2 separate regions of the Macaca mulatta genome follow, and region 2 is linked to region 1. A link is a contact called in public Hi-C data. All regions are on one chromosome and are shown on one strand. The core of a region is the stretch at or near the end of the contact, and the rest is flanking DNA. Distances in the headings are between cores, read along the strand shown. Region 1 holds the start of KLHL28 (kelch like family member 28). Region 2 holds the start of MIS18BP1 (MIS18 binding protein 1).

Region 1 (3,654 bases), core at 445-2,944:
TAAATTTTCCCAGCACCTGCTTTAGTTCTTCGACGGCCTGGGTTCGGTTCTTATAGTCTTCCTGATCCAATAATCGTGAATGCAGCTCCTGAGGAATAATCCCAAATTTAAGATTGCTGTTGGAAAGAGTCACTGCACATGGAAGGGGATCTTCAGGAAATCCAGAGGCTTCCAGTTCCAAATAATAAGGAACTTGACTTCCAAACTGGGACTCCAGGCGGCGATTGTAGTGTCTCCTCAGGGCAGAGGGGAGACGAGAAATATACGATTGAAACCTGTCTTGGCCAAGTCGCTCCCCAATTTGTTGAAGGGCGGAGAAAGCTGTCTCAGATTCTTCTTCTGTCTCCTGATCACCAAGCTTTCGGGCTAGGGATATTATCACCTCGGTGAGATCCAGACCAAGCAACAAGTCCTCAGTAGTAAGCAAGATGGGAAGCAGTAGTGCTGTGGACGCTCTAAGTCGGGCATCGGTACTTTCCAGTCCTTGCTGTATAAGCGTTCTCAGCACCTCTCCAGAACTACGTTTCAGACATATATGCAGGATCTGCAGCGCATCTTTCCGCAGGGCTGGATTCTCTTCCCGTAACGAGACAACTAGTTGAGGCAAAAGTGCTAAGCTAAAGGCCTCTTCCAGCTGGCCTGCCTCCCCCTGACCCCGGAGAACGTCTGAGAGAAGTTGCAAGCAGAGCCGCTTCTCATCACTACCTCCTTCCACAAGCACTCGGCCCAGTGCCCGATACAAAGCTTCCTTGCGTCGGGGGAAGCCAAGTCGACCGCCCCGCCGCGGCAAAGCAGCTTGCAAAGCCTGAAAGGCCTCAGAAGGATCCGGCGCGGTGCGGAGGAGTTGAAGGAGCCGAGTCTCCTCTTCATCTCCCCCTGACAAACCGCCTCCAGAATCAGACCAGCTGCTTGAGACTGCCTCCGAGGGCATCAAGAGGGCCGAGGCCAGAGGCGAAGTTGTAGTGGGGCAGGAACCGTGGTCCCCCGCAGCTCCACGGCAGTAGTAGTTTTTCTCTCCTCTCATAATGCCCCCAACTCCACTATCATCAGTCTCTGGGGCGGAAGGACGACTGCGGCTCTGGAGCCGATAGGCAGAGAGGACTGGAAAGGGCGGCAGCAGAAGCAGAGCGGAGGGCGCAGCCGCCATGCAGGGTCGTCAGGTGGCGGTGGTTGGAAGAAATCATTGCCGTCTCCGAAGGGCTCGATGGAGCCCGGACTTCCAGATCCTCTCCAAGCCCCAAGCTGCAGAAGAGGAAAAAGAACAGCTTCAGCCCGCCGCCAGGCCGCCCCCAACTCCGGGAGGCAGCCTCTGGCAAAATGGCCCCCGTCTGAGCCGTAGACCCCACAGCTGCCACCGGGCGTAACCAAGGGCACCACGTGACCAAACCGATTGCTTCCATGGTGATGTACCCAGCGCGGACCTCTTGACCCGGAAATCCACTTGCCGTGATGAATGCTGGGTTATGTAGTCCACGTCAGGTGTTGAGACTAGGCCAAAGTCTCCTGGAAGAGGAAGTCAGAACGTTGCAAACGTAGCTAGAGCGGAGAAGGGAGGAGGGGTGAAGACATTAGACGGATGTGACGCTTTCCTTGCTCTGGGCGGAAGTTGCCCGCCCCACCCGTAAGAGTTGGGGTTTGACCGGAGCTAGTGAGGATCCAGCCCAGGCTCCAGTTGTCCGCGGCTCCTCCTCCTGTCGCTTCCCGTGTGATTACTGGGACTCAGGTATTTTCCTTTTGCTGTCCTCCAGCGGTGCAGACTTTGGCAGTGTTTTGCCTGAATGCCACTGGTGCTAGAGTAAGAGGCAAAGGACTGAGCGGAGCAGGTGGAAAGAGAGACGACATCTTCTTGTGCAGGGCTGGTTACCCTTGTAAACGCGTTACTCTCTGCCACCCTGAGTAACTGTGATCCTTTCCTCTTGCCATCTGCTTATCAGGACAGAAGATCCGGACCACGGCCAAGCTCACAAATCGGGTACTTTTTTTCAATTCCTGGTCTTTGGGGCCTTTTTTCGCCCCCGCCCTCCTCCCCTTTCTCCTTTTGTCGACTTCTCTTAACCCTCCGGCCGTAGAGGGTTAATTTTTGTTTGTTTGTTTGTTTTTTGTTTGTTTGTTTTTGACCACGTTTCCTTACCCTCATCACTTTGCGTTTTCTTTACAACGTACATAATCTGGAAATAGGTCTTTTTTTTTTTTTTTTTTTCCCCCTGTAGCTAACCGCCTCTCCCTTAGACGTTATCAAAGTCTTTCCTTCTAATGCAGTTCCTCTGTGGGACTCTCCCCTTCCCTCCGCCCCCTCCGTCTGCCGCCCTAGCCTCCCTGCAGGATCCTCAAGCATCTCTGCGGCCTTTCAGTCTCCTAGAGATAGAGATTGCGAAGACAATTTCACTTGCGGTGGAAGTTCTTGGCATCACGGTTCTAAGAGAATTCTGCCCTGTGGATTTAGGAATAATAGTAGACATTTATTTATTTTAGGCGAACTGAGAATTTTGTGTGCATTTTCTCCTTATCATAAATGATACTTAAACGAACACAGTGGAGGAGCTGGCGTATCTAGTGTGAGCCTGAATGCTTTGGAGTGTGGAAGAGAGATTTTTTTTTGAAGGAGTATTAATACAATTACTTTTGAATGACTCGTGCGAAAAGTCTAAGTTATCATTTGAAGACCCAAATTTATGCACTTCAAATGCAAGTATTCCTACCCTTCTCTGTACCAGGTGGGATTTCTCTTAAATACTTTTTAAAGTCTTGGGATAATTGAGTCACATATGCTAAACAGCTTTATAAATAATGCTCCCAGCTGTTGCAAGCGCAAAAATAATTTCTGAATTTTTGCCTTAAATTACGATTTGAATATCAGTTTTGTTTTGTTTTTTTGGGGGGGTGGGGATGGGGAATAGACAATATAAATGAGGCTGTGTAAATATACATCCTATGTTTTGGTTTAAATTCTAGGCTGTTACTTGGGTTTTAATAAGCCATTTTCGTGTTTAAATGAATCTGCCTAAATTAGGTTTGGCTAACATGTTTCATTTTAGGGACAGGTTAAAGACAGGGAGGTGAAAAACAAGAAATGATTGTAGCAGTTGTCAATGAGAAAGTGTCTGTTTCTCATAGTCCCAACCTAAGAAGCTCAAATGTGTAGACCCATGTATTGCCCAGACTTGAGGAACCCAGTTCAAACTAACCTAGAGAATGATGTACACATTACAGTGCCAGTTTATGTTGAATCAGAATTTTCAAGTTGAAAATCCAGTGCGCTCTTTCTTGTATCGCAGAACTTGGGAAGCCAAGTTAATAACTAGAGGTTGTGTGGTAATCATGGAATCACAGAAAAGGACTTCGAAAGTCTTAAATGAGAGACGTGGGTACTTAAGCAGTTATCCTGCCCTTTTCCTGGGAACAAAGCAAGATGAGTCTTCCTTTTGATTGTTTTTTTAGGTCCCTGTGAATCACTGTACATTACAGATTGCAATTTATTTTATATCTGTTATATTTTGTCTCTTTGATTGAAGACTTAGAAGATGCATTAGTCTCCGTAGTGGATATTTAGGAAATGGGACTTCATCAGCATCACGCCTTACTAATTATCTTTTAGAACTATTTTGTGGAACGTAAATCTCATTCATTGAGTGTGTATTCTGTTTATTAAGCAGA
Region 2 (3,654 bases), core at 595-3,094, 310 kb before region 1:
CTGTCTAGGGAGCAGGCAAGGTAAACCCCTTGGGCAGTTACAGTATGTTGCCATTAAGGGACAGATGAACTGTACCTTGGCCTGTATGCCTTCTCATCACACTTTGTTATCCACAAACTGTTTAATCCAGTTTTGTTTGGAAAATTACTAGTCATCTTATGTAAATTCCTGCGGCCATTCACATTGGGGCATACTACATACTACTTCTTTCTTACATGAGAAGTGGCCAATTAAAAAGAAGTGTGCATTTCTGAGTGCCTGCCCTTAATACGTCAGGGTTCCTATTTTGCCTAAACTTGTGAGCCATGGCCATCTTCATCAGGCACAGAAACCTCTTACACCTCAATTTCAGGTGCTTTGAAATCTGAATGACCATCCCTTCAAACTTCCCCTATCAAAGTATATTTCACACATGCCATTTAACCTGTTTTAAGGCCGGTTCCCACAAAACTAGTGCAAATCCATGTCCAATCATTTTCTCATTATGGTGTACAAGAAAGAAACTTCATTTTATCCAGGTAAGTTTGCTTCCTTTCCCCCTACCTCCAACTGTTGTTTTTCCTTACTTGCATTCATGTGGATGTTTTAAATTTATATTTTGGATTTTGATTATTCAGTGTACAAAATTCAGATGTGTAATACCTAACCTTGTTTTTTACTCTGTTTTTATACTCTTCCTTAATCACCTAGCCTTGTTTCCACATGATAAGCTCTCCCTTAGCTAAGAAAGCTGGACGAACTCCATTTGGCTCCGTCATTTGCAAGGTTTCAAGGACTCCTTACCCACCCCCTTCCTCTGGCCGAGAATTTCGAGCGTTAGCCATCTCTCGGTCGCCAGCTAATAAAGGACTCTTAAATTTGTCTCAAAGTGTGGCGTTTCTCTAACTCACTCGGGTACAACAGATGCAGGATTTAGAAGGGATTGCACAAGTCACTTAAAAAAAGATCAATCCATTACAACCTTTTCAGTAAAGCCTCTTAATGGGGAAATGTGATATGTGACTAGGAAGTTGAGTAATTTTCTTAAAGTATAAAATAAAAAGAAGCTCTCATCACAAATGCGGATGGGGGGAAGAGGACAGACTTCATGCAGGACTGGAGTTGAACAGGGTTCAGGGCTGAAAACACACCTTACATTCCCTCGCTTCCCCTTCTCTACTTTCAAGACTGAACCAATGTGCCCTATACAAGGCGAAGTATACACCCGGTAACTCCGCGGTATCAGAGCGGAGATTCACTGGGTGCAGTCTAAGGCGGGACGCAGCCTGGGGGCCACCGTCACAAGCTGCATGCAGCAACCTACAGTTGTTGAGATTAATGTTTCTAGAATGTGAGGTGACTTAAAAATAATAATAATCACTTCCTGGCCCGGCGCGGTTGCTTGCCTGTAATCCTAGCACTTTGGGAGGCCAAGATGGGAGGATCGCTTAGAACCCAGGGGTTGGAGACTAGCCTGAGCAACATGGCGAGGCCTCCTCTCTACAAAATAAAAATTAGCCAAGCATGGTCGCGCACGACGGTAGTTCCAGCTACTCAGAGGCTGAGGTGGGAAGATCCCTTGGAGTTCCAGGCTGCAGTGAGCCGTTATTGCGCCACTGCCCTCAGGCCTGGGCGACAGAGCGAGAACCTATCCCCCACGCCCCAAAATATCACACTTCCTGAGGGAATGGTTCAAACTAAACATCCCACTTTGTGCGTAACTTTACATTCAATCCATCATCCCCTCAAGAACAAAATGTTCTTTCTCCCCCTCAAACATGGAGGGCAGAAAAACAGACGTTCTCTCAAACCCACCGAGCACGCTGTTTTCCTGAGACGGAAGAGACGGATAACAGCCGCTACTGCGCACAGCCTAGTGGGGGAGGACGGCAGCCAGGAAGGGCCAAACTTAGACGCAGCAGCGCCGGAGCGCGCTCGCGGCCCACCGCGTGCGACGTCAGCTTTGCACCGGCAGAGCTTCACGGGAGGAAAGGCGGGATTCAGGGTGGGCGGGTGCCCTGCGAAGACGAAACGAACTTTGAGGAAAACTAGAGGATCTCGCCCCCTGCCTGTGACAGCTTAGGGTCGCCTACTTTTTGTGGATACACTACCGTCCACGGCGTGCAGAGGCCGCCTGCAGTTTTCTAGCGTCCCTGTGAGACGCACGGTGGCGCAATTCCCGAGAGTGCCAATCCTAGGCCGGCTGGAGGGCGGGCTCTTCAAATTTGAATTACGGAAGTGTTGTGTGATAGTATCTCGCGGAGGGGGTAAGCGTCGCTTGGTGCCCGGCCGCCGCGGGCAGGGGCCACCGTGGGCCTGAGGCGCGAGCCGGGCGGCGTCCGTCCCTCCCTCCGCGCGGAGCCGAGCCGGGACTGCGGCAGTCTCTCCCTGCCAGGCCCTTCACCCAAGGTACGTCCTCCCGCGCCCCCCGATAGCCTCCTGCCGCGGGTCCCCGCCGATGGTGGGCGTCCTGCCCTTTAAGCATGTAGGCTCACGCAGTTTATTTATTTATTTATTTGTAGATTTCTGGCTTTGGTACTGATTTTACAGCTTCGCACTCGATGTTCACTTATTTTGTGTCTACTGTACTTAAGAGAGTAGAACACGATTGCTCAGATTTATTTCGATGGTGAGCGTTCTAGGTCTTTGTTCTAAAATAACTTTTTTTTTTTTTTTTTAGAATACCAAGTGGGAAAATTATATGCGTCAGTACCCAACTCTTCCCCTTGGGACCCCAGGACCCACAGGGCTATAGAAGCAATTGATCATTCAGCTTATGTTTTGTTCTGGTTAAATTGCATGCTTGTTGCAAACAGCTTTAGATGTTAATAAAATTATTTAGAAAATGGTCGGGCGCGGTGGCTCACGCCTGTGATCCCAGCACTTTGGGAGGTCGAGGCGGGTGATCTTTGAGCTCAGGAGTTCAAGAAAATGGTAGGCCGCTTCATCCTGCCCTTCGAAGATAAACACTGTTTACAATTTGGTTCACTGCTTCCAGAGTTTTTCTCTATGCTTGTTTGTGTTTTATTTATTTATTTAATTTTTTTTTTACACAAATGCAATTATATGTTGTTACTTTCTTTTTCAATTTAATATTTCTTGGACGCTTTTCCGTGTAAGTACATATATATGTATTTATTGAATACATAAATTGTATGGATGTGGTGGAATTTATTTTGTCCTTTATTGGTAGACATCTGGGTTGTTTAATTTCATTTTATGCTGCAGGTACTGCAGCATGAACTTCCCTGTTTAGTGGCTGTGTAGACTACGTTGCCTTTTGGTAAAGAACTTAAGCTATGGAGTCGGGTAGAATCGGATCCTCTTTCTCACTGTCGAGTGACCTTGGTCAGGTTACTTAACCACCTTATACCTTAATTTCTCTTTTTTCAAATTTGGAGTAATAACAGTACTTAACTCTTTCGAGTTACTGTTAGATTATATAGTGACTGGCATGTAAATATTCAGTAAATAACGGCTATTACGATACATATATATTTGCATTCTTATGCAGATGTTTCTATAGGAAAAAACAAGTTAGAAGTGGAATTCCCAAGTCAATAGTATGCAGACTTGCATTTGAAATTAATCTTTACCAATGTGATATGAAAAAAAAATCAGTTTTAGTTTGCATTTCCATTTATGAGTAAAATTAGATGTCACTTGACTCGTTTG

Evidence for each region. Hi-C and Micro-C count contacts between places; a contact is called where the count stands out from the background.
Region 2: a contact with region 1 is called in a Hi-C map of liver, with 2.4 times the contacts expected there. The contact joins the promoter of MIS18BP1 here to the promoter of KLHL28 in region 1. A contact is called at or near these places in 4 of 14 Hi-C or Micro-C datasets (CD4 T cells, blood, fetal cortex germinal zone and 1 more).

What each region holds. Positions count from the first base shown.
Region 1 is chr7:118,293,745-118,297,398 of T2T-MMU8v2.0, reverse strand. KLHL28 (kelch like family member 28) reads left to right here and starts at 1,694. Exons shown (of 5, transcript NM_001261270.1): 1 at 1,694-1,723. TOGARAM1 (TOG array regulator of axonemal microtubules 1) reads right to left here and starts at 1,379. Exons shown (of 18, transcript XM_077940950.1): 1 at 1-1,379. The coding sequence starts at 1,147.
Region 2 is chr7:118,607,629-118,611,282 of T2T-MMU8v2.0, reverse strand. It overlaps MIS18BP1 (MIS18 binding protein 1), which reads left to right and starts at 1,844. Exons shown (of 17, transcript XM_028851531.2): 1 at 1,844-2,388.